Regions from separate parts of the Mus musculus genome. Here region 1 is linked to region 2. The links are chromatin contacts, called in public HiChIP or PLAC-seq maps. All regions are on one chromosome and are shown on one strand. The core of a region is the stretch at or near the end of the contact, and the rest is flanking DNA. Distances in the headings are between cores, read along the strand shown.

The links. HiChIP or PLAC-seq counts read pairs in DNA pulled down with a chosen protein or histone mark.
Region 1: an H3K27ac HiChIP or PLAC-seq map of large pre-B cells shows a contact between it and region 2, with 4 times the contacts expected there. The contact joins the enhancer-like site here to the promoter of Il20ra in region 2. A contact is called at or near these places in 1 of 39 promoter capture datasets (hippocampal neurons), 16 of 484 Hi-C or Micro-C datasets (the AML12 cell line, ECoMG myeloid progenitors, the G1E-ER4 cell line and 10 more), 2 of 115 datasets of contacts at active chromatin or transcription factors (astrocytes and large pre-B cells) and 1 of 9 other capture datasets (liver).

What each region holds. Positions count from the first base shown.
Region 1 is chr10:20,058,388-20,061,087 of GRCm38.p6, reverse strand. It overlaps Map3k5 (mitogen-activated protein kinase kinase kinase 5), which reads right to left. Exons shown (of 30, transcript NM_008580.4): 10 at 1,998-2,151. Among named protein-coding and RNA genes, the nearest start is that of Map7, 110 kb to the left of the region's middle. Within about 2 kb of position 1,402, at least 89 of the 459 cell types and tissues checked have an H3K27ac peak or open chromatin away from gene starts, as enhancers often do. A contact at or near this core is called in ECoMG myeloid progenitors and granulocyte-monocyte progenitors, where this site is marked.
Region 2 is chr10:19,711,318-19,714,017 of GRCm38.p6, reverse strand. Il20ra (interleukin 20 receptor, alpha) reads right to left here and starts at 1,431. Exons shown (of 7, transcript NM_172786.2): 1 at 1,288-1,431. The coding sequence starts at 1,384. All of the region lies in intron 1 of Gm33332 (a long non-coding RNA gene), which reads left to right.

The DNA.
Region 1 (2,700 bases), core at 153-2,652, 350 kb before region 2:
AAAAAAAGAAAAAAGAAAAAGTCTTTTAAACCTAGAGTTTATCATCTCACCACTTCTCACTATTTCCTGGGTCTTATTTCTTTATTCACTTACTTACAACAGACTAATTTACATTGAACTCATTTAGACGAGTGGCTCTCCCTTCATGTGGCTCTCCCCACCCGTGGCTTTCTAGCTCAGCAGATCAGCAGCATGTCCTCTCGTTCCTCTACCACATTTACTGCGCCTCACACAGCACCAGGGAAAGGCAAGCTGCCAGCTTACTCCAAGACTGGGGTTTCCCGATGCTGCACATTGTCTATACTAGGAAACAGAGCGCAGGGTTTCACGAGGAAGTCAGAGCAAAGCATGTTCATTCCTACAACACGAACCATGCATCCTGTTAAACGGTGTGTGTGTGTGCATTCGTGCGTGTGAGTGTGTGTGCGTGCGTGTGTGTGTGAGGGGGGGAGTGGAGGGGAAGCTTAGCCAGTAAAGTGTTTGCTATGCAAGCATGAAGACTGAGTTTAGTCCCAGTAACCACTGAAAGAGTCATGCTTGGTGGTTTGAGCTCATATAATCCCAGTGTTACAGAGCTGGAGACAAGTGAATCCCTGGAATTTGTTGGCAGACCATGCTACCCTAATCCCAGTGAAAGACCTTGTTTCAAAACACAAGTGGATAGCTCTTGAGAAATGATATTGAGGATGACCTACAGCCACAAATACACACACACACACACACACACATACACACACACACACACACACACACACGCACACATGCACGAGCAAACACGCACATGTACACACACATGCACACGCACATGTTCACACACACACAGGACCTATGGACAACCTATGGACCCCCCACAGATGTGTATGCATAATATGTGTGTGTGTCTGTGTGTGTGTATAAAGAGAGAGACATATGTATGTATGTATATATAGGTATGCCTATAACTATGTCTGTGTGTTCATGTGTACACACAAACACACACACATATATGACCTATATTCCTTCTCCCACATGGATATATATACACAATTTGTATGTGTGTATATATAGAGAGACATATATGTGTATGCATATATACACATACATATTTGTCTATGTCTATTCTGTGTATCCACGCATACACACACACACATACACATGGATGTGTGTACACAATGTGTAAGTATATATATATGTGTGTGTATATAAGTATATTATGTATATATAGAGAGACACACACACAGAGACATATATCTTTTGCATATATATGTATGTCTATGCCTATGCCTGTGTGTTTATGTGCACACACACAAACACATACATCTGCTAGAAACCAGTCACACTGATTGAAGACCAACCTGCAAGTCACCATTTTCTAGAGTCAAGCACAGGAAGTGATTGCTACACAGGTGTATATGTGACCACAGGGCAACTTTGAGCCCCCCTGGCTTAGAGTGGTTAAGACAGAATTGCAAAACAAGTGAGCCGATAGCTTGGTCATAGCAATGCTGATAATTCTTAAGACAAAGTAACAAAAGTACAGCATCCAAGGAGGACATCAATCTCACGAGCTGCCTTGACCTAACCAAAGCATGATCTCTTTACTGCTTTCGAAGTGTGCCTCAGGACACTCAATGAGGAGCAACTCCAATCCTGGCCCCAAGACGTATCCCATTTCTCTGGGTTGGAGGATCCTTGTAGATAAGTCAACAAAACTAGGCATGGTGGATGTGCCTGTAATCCCAGCACTTAGGCTGAAGCAGGAGTTCAAGACCAGCCTGGGCTACTTAACCAGACCCTGTCTCAAAATACATAGCAATAATAAAGCACTAAAAAATAATAAGTAAGCCAAAAAAATCAATCTGTAGAAAAGAATTATGTGCAGCGAGTGACAGTTGTACATGCTAGGACCTAGGGTCTGAAAGTCCCCCACATCTTGACTGTCAAATCACACTGCCAAATTCGTCTTAAAAACAGGAAGCAACAGATAACTGAACTCAGATGCACACGAAAGTACTCACTGGGAACCTGACAACAGTAACATCTGTTTTTGTGGCCTCGACCAGGAAATCCATCCAGAAGTCCACGAGTTCCTGCTTAGCCGAGGGCTGCTCTGTGGTCAGTTTCACAAAGTGTTTATATATCAGAATGGTCTCCACGATAGACTTGAGGTACCTGAGAATTCAAGCACAGAAGACAGCACGGATTTAGGGTCACCTGCTCCCCTCAGCCCCGTGTTTATCCCACACGTGTGTTTTCATTCTCTAAGTACACTTGCACTTATCACTGGGCCTCCGTATTTACTAAACATACTTTACTTTATGCTGCAAAACGGGGACTTTCACAAAAATTCAACCAAGTAGGCTTTAGAAACATGAGCAAACTCAGGTTTAGAAAGCTTAAGTAACGTGGACCTGAGGCCCAACATCTCTCTAAAGCGTGTTTATTTGACATGTTAGGGGATCAAAGCCAGGCCTTGTGCATGCTAGGTAAATACCTCAACACTGAGCTACATCCCCAACAACTCTTACAAAGTGTGTGTGTGCCCACGTAAGACTACTCGGAACACACAAGTTTTAAATGCCTACATTCAATTGAAAGACAAGGTGAACACACTTATTTTTAAATATGCCTCTTCAAGGAGACTCTCTGAAATACATCTTCAGGAGAGATTATTTTCCTCTGAACCACTGAGCTTATTAAGTATTAAACAAATGTCCTCAA
Region 2 (2,700 bases), core at 182-2,681:
TTCTAACTGGTTTTCCTGTATTCATGAAGTACGTGTGGAGGTCGGTCCCATGCTAAATGCTGGGTCTCATAGATCAAAAAAAGCCCAGTGGTGTGTGTGTGTGTGTGTGTGTGTGTGTTTATGTGTGCGTGTGTTTGCTTTAGATTTTGCTGTTAAGTTAGGAGTATTGCTGCCTTCTAATATCATTTTGCCCAGTTAGTGAGCAAGTTTTATTTCTCACATTAACACCAAGCAAGTTCAGTATGGTAGCTCTATTGCACTCACTGTATGCAGAGATCTTCCCGTAATCATTCATATAGATGTATATGTATATGTGTGTGTATATGTGTGTATACATATGCTTGTCTCTCATCCCCCTTGATGACCATACTTAAATCTCTGTCTAGACCTTTTATAATAAACTTCAACTGTGCTTTAAAAACAGAAAATGAATTCATATCAGGGATATTTGAATAAGCCTTTTCACATTTGGCTTATCTTGGATTATTAAAATATAACCATATACTTGCATAAATTTAGAACTTAGAAAATAATCTTCTTGTATAGACTACACGGTTCAGAAACCGCTCCAAGGCCAGCGTGCATGCTTCCGGCCTCTGAAAGGTAGTGAGCATCATGTTTTCTCTGATTGAGGTCTCACTTTTTTTCCCCACTCGCTGGTTTTTCCAGGCTGGAGCACAGGTGCTTGAATCAATTTTATAAAATTACAATTGATATTTTGGGAAGCTTTGTGGCTGTTGTCTTTAATTGAAACCGTGAGATACCTTGCTGAGATACCTTGCTTTTTAAAGAGTATGTTTTTATATGGCAGAAAAACAGAAAGAAGGAAAAAAAAAGAAAGAAAAAGAAACTTTTAAAAAGTGAATCAGCTTGGCTTTCTGAATTCCAGCGGTTACGGTTTAAACTTTAAAACAACAGAGAAAATCCTTCTAGTGCTTTATGTCTTACTGTTTTATGCTTTGTTATTTCTCAGAAGTACGTATACGCACACGTCAGGATTGCCAGGAAAACGGGATGTGGCTTACCCTTTTGGGGCTGATTTGGCTTTTCCAAACTCTGATCCAAGCTCCCACAGGCTATGAATCTTGGACTTGCCAAGGTTTTAGTGCGAGCCGCCCCTTGCCATCACTGTCACCAGTTTCGAGGTACAAGTTTTGGGCCACTCAGGAGGGCTACTACCACCCCTGTACCCCCCAACCCCAGCTCGGATTCAGCAAGCTGGAGCCCGGCGTGGACCCTTTCAGGCTCCTGCCAGGTAGCCCTTGCCGAGAGGAGCGACTCTCCTACCTGCGCGTCCCGAAGCGGCCAGCAGCAGAAGCAGCGTGAGCAGCAACAGTGGCGGCGGGTCCGGGTGGCCCGGCGCCGGGGTCCCGGGAGTGTGCATGGGCTGTCAGTTCGGGTCACATCTCGGGAACGCGGCGTGGCCTCCCCGGGGCTCCTCTGCAACAGCGAGACCCGGGCGATGGAGCCCAGAGTCTGCTGTGCACAACCAGCTCCCCCTGCAGGGAGTCCACGCGAGGGTGGCTGTCTGGGTTTCAGTTCTGAGTCCACACAGGCTTCAGGGGGTGATGGAGAAGCCGATGAGCTCTGACTCAGTACAGCAGAGTCTTATCATTCACTTGAAATGTCAGGTTTCATCCCGGAAGAAGCTGGAAGGGTGAAATAGGTACATATTTCTCAACTTACTGTTAGGCATGCTGCTTACCCTAGTCGAGATTTCCTCCCCACACCCCGAAGTCAGGTATCTTTGCATTTTACAGAAGAGCAGATGCAACCTCAAAACACAATAGAAGTCTCCCAAATGGGAGAGGGCCATCCCCCAGCTAAGAGAAAGAAAGGAAAAGCCAGGGAACACTGTGACAGAGATGTGCAAGCAGACCTCAGGGCTCCTCCTTTCTAGGTAGCTGTAAACATTAAACACAATGCGAAAAGAAACAAATTAACCATGTACTTCAGGCAGACTCTCTCTTTCCTCCATAGACTCCTGTTGCAAATGCACAAATAAAGAGAAATAGCCCTAAAATTGAATCAACAGACATCTAGAAGAGTCTCAATAACTAAAAGAAAACAAAACAGACGAACAAAGAACCCCTTTTGTGGTGGAGGCAGTCAGAGATGCAGCCGTTTTTAGAATGCCTTACACTCCTGTTTTCACTCCTGTTTTTTTTCCGGCTCAAAGAGTCCTAAGAGTCTTGGATTGGATTTGAAGGCTTCTGGAGGGTTAAAGCAGACCCTGCTATTCAGTTGTGCTTCTAGTTCACACCGGTAGGGGGCCCTGGAGGAGGAGGGACAGGACCTGTTAGCTGTCCTAGTTTCCAGCTTCTTCAGATACACGAAGAATTTGCCTCGCTGGCTGGACCCAATTCTCATGGGTCCAAATCTCCATTTAGTGAAATTCCTTTATCTTCTGTGTAGTCATGTCTTCCTTTTGTTTCTCCAGCCTTAGGAGTGGAAACTGCAATCAGTAGCTACTAGTTTCAAACTTCGACTTCTTTTCTCAGTGATCGGTTCTCTGACATCTGCCTGTTAACTGTCATGTTTCTTTCCTTTCCTGCACAAACTGGGCTCTTACTGATTCATATGTAATCCCTGAAAAAAGTAAGAAGACAGTATGATAGCAACATATTCTTTTTATATCAATGTTAGGACATGTATGCATTTCTGTTTAAATATGACTCATTCATAGCCTTAAAGGAGCTA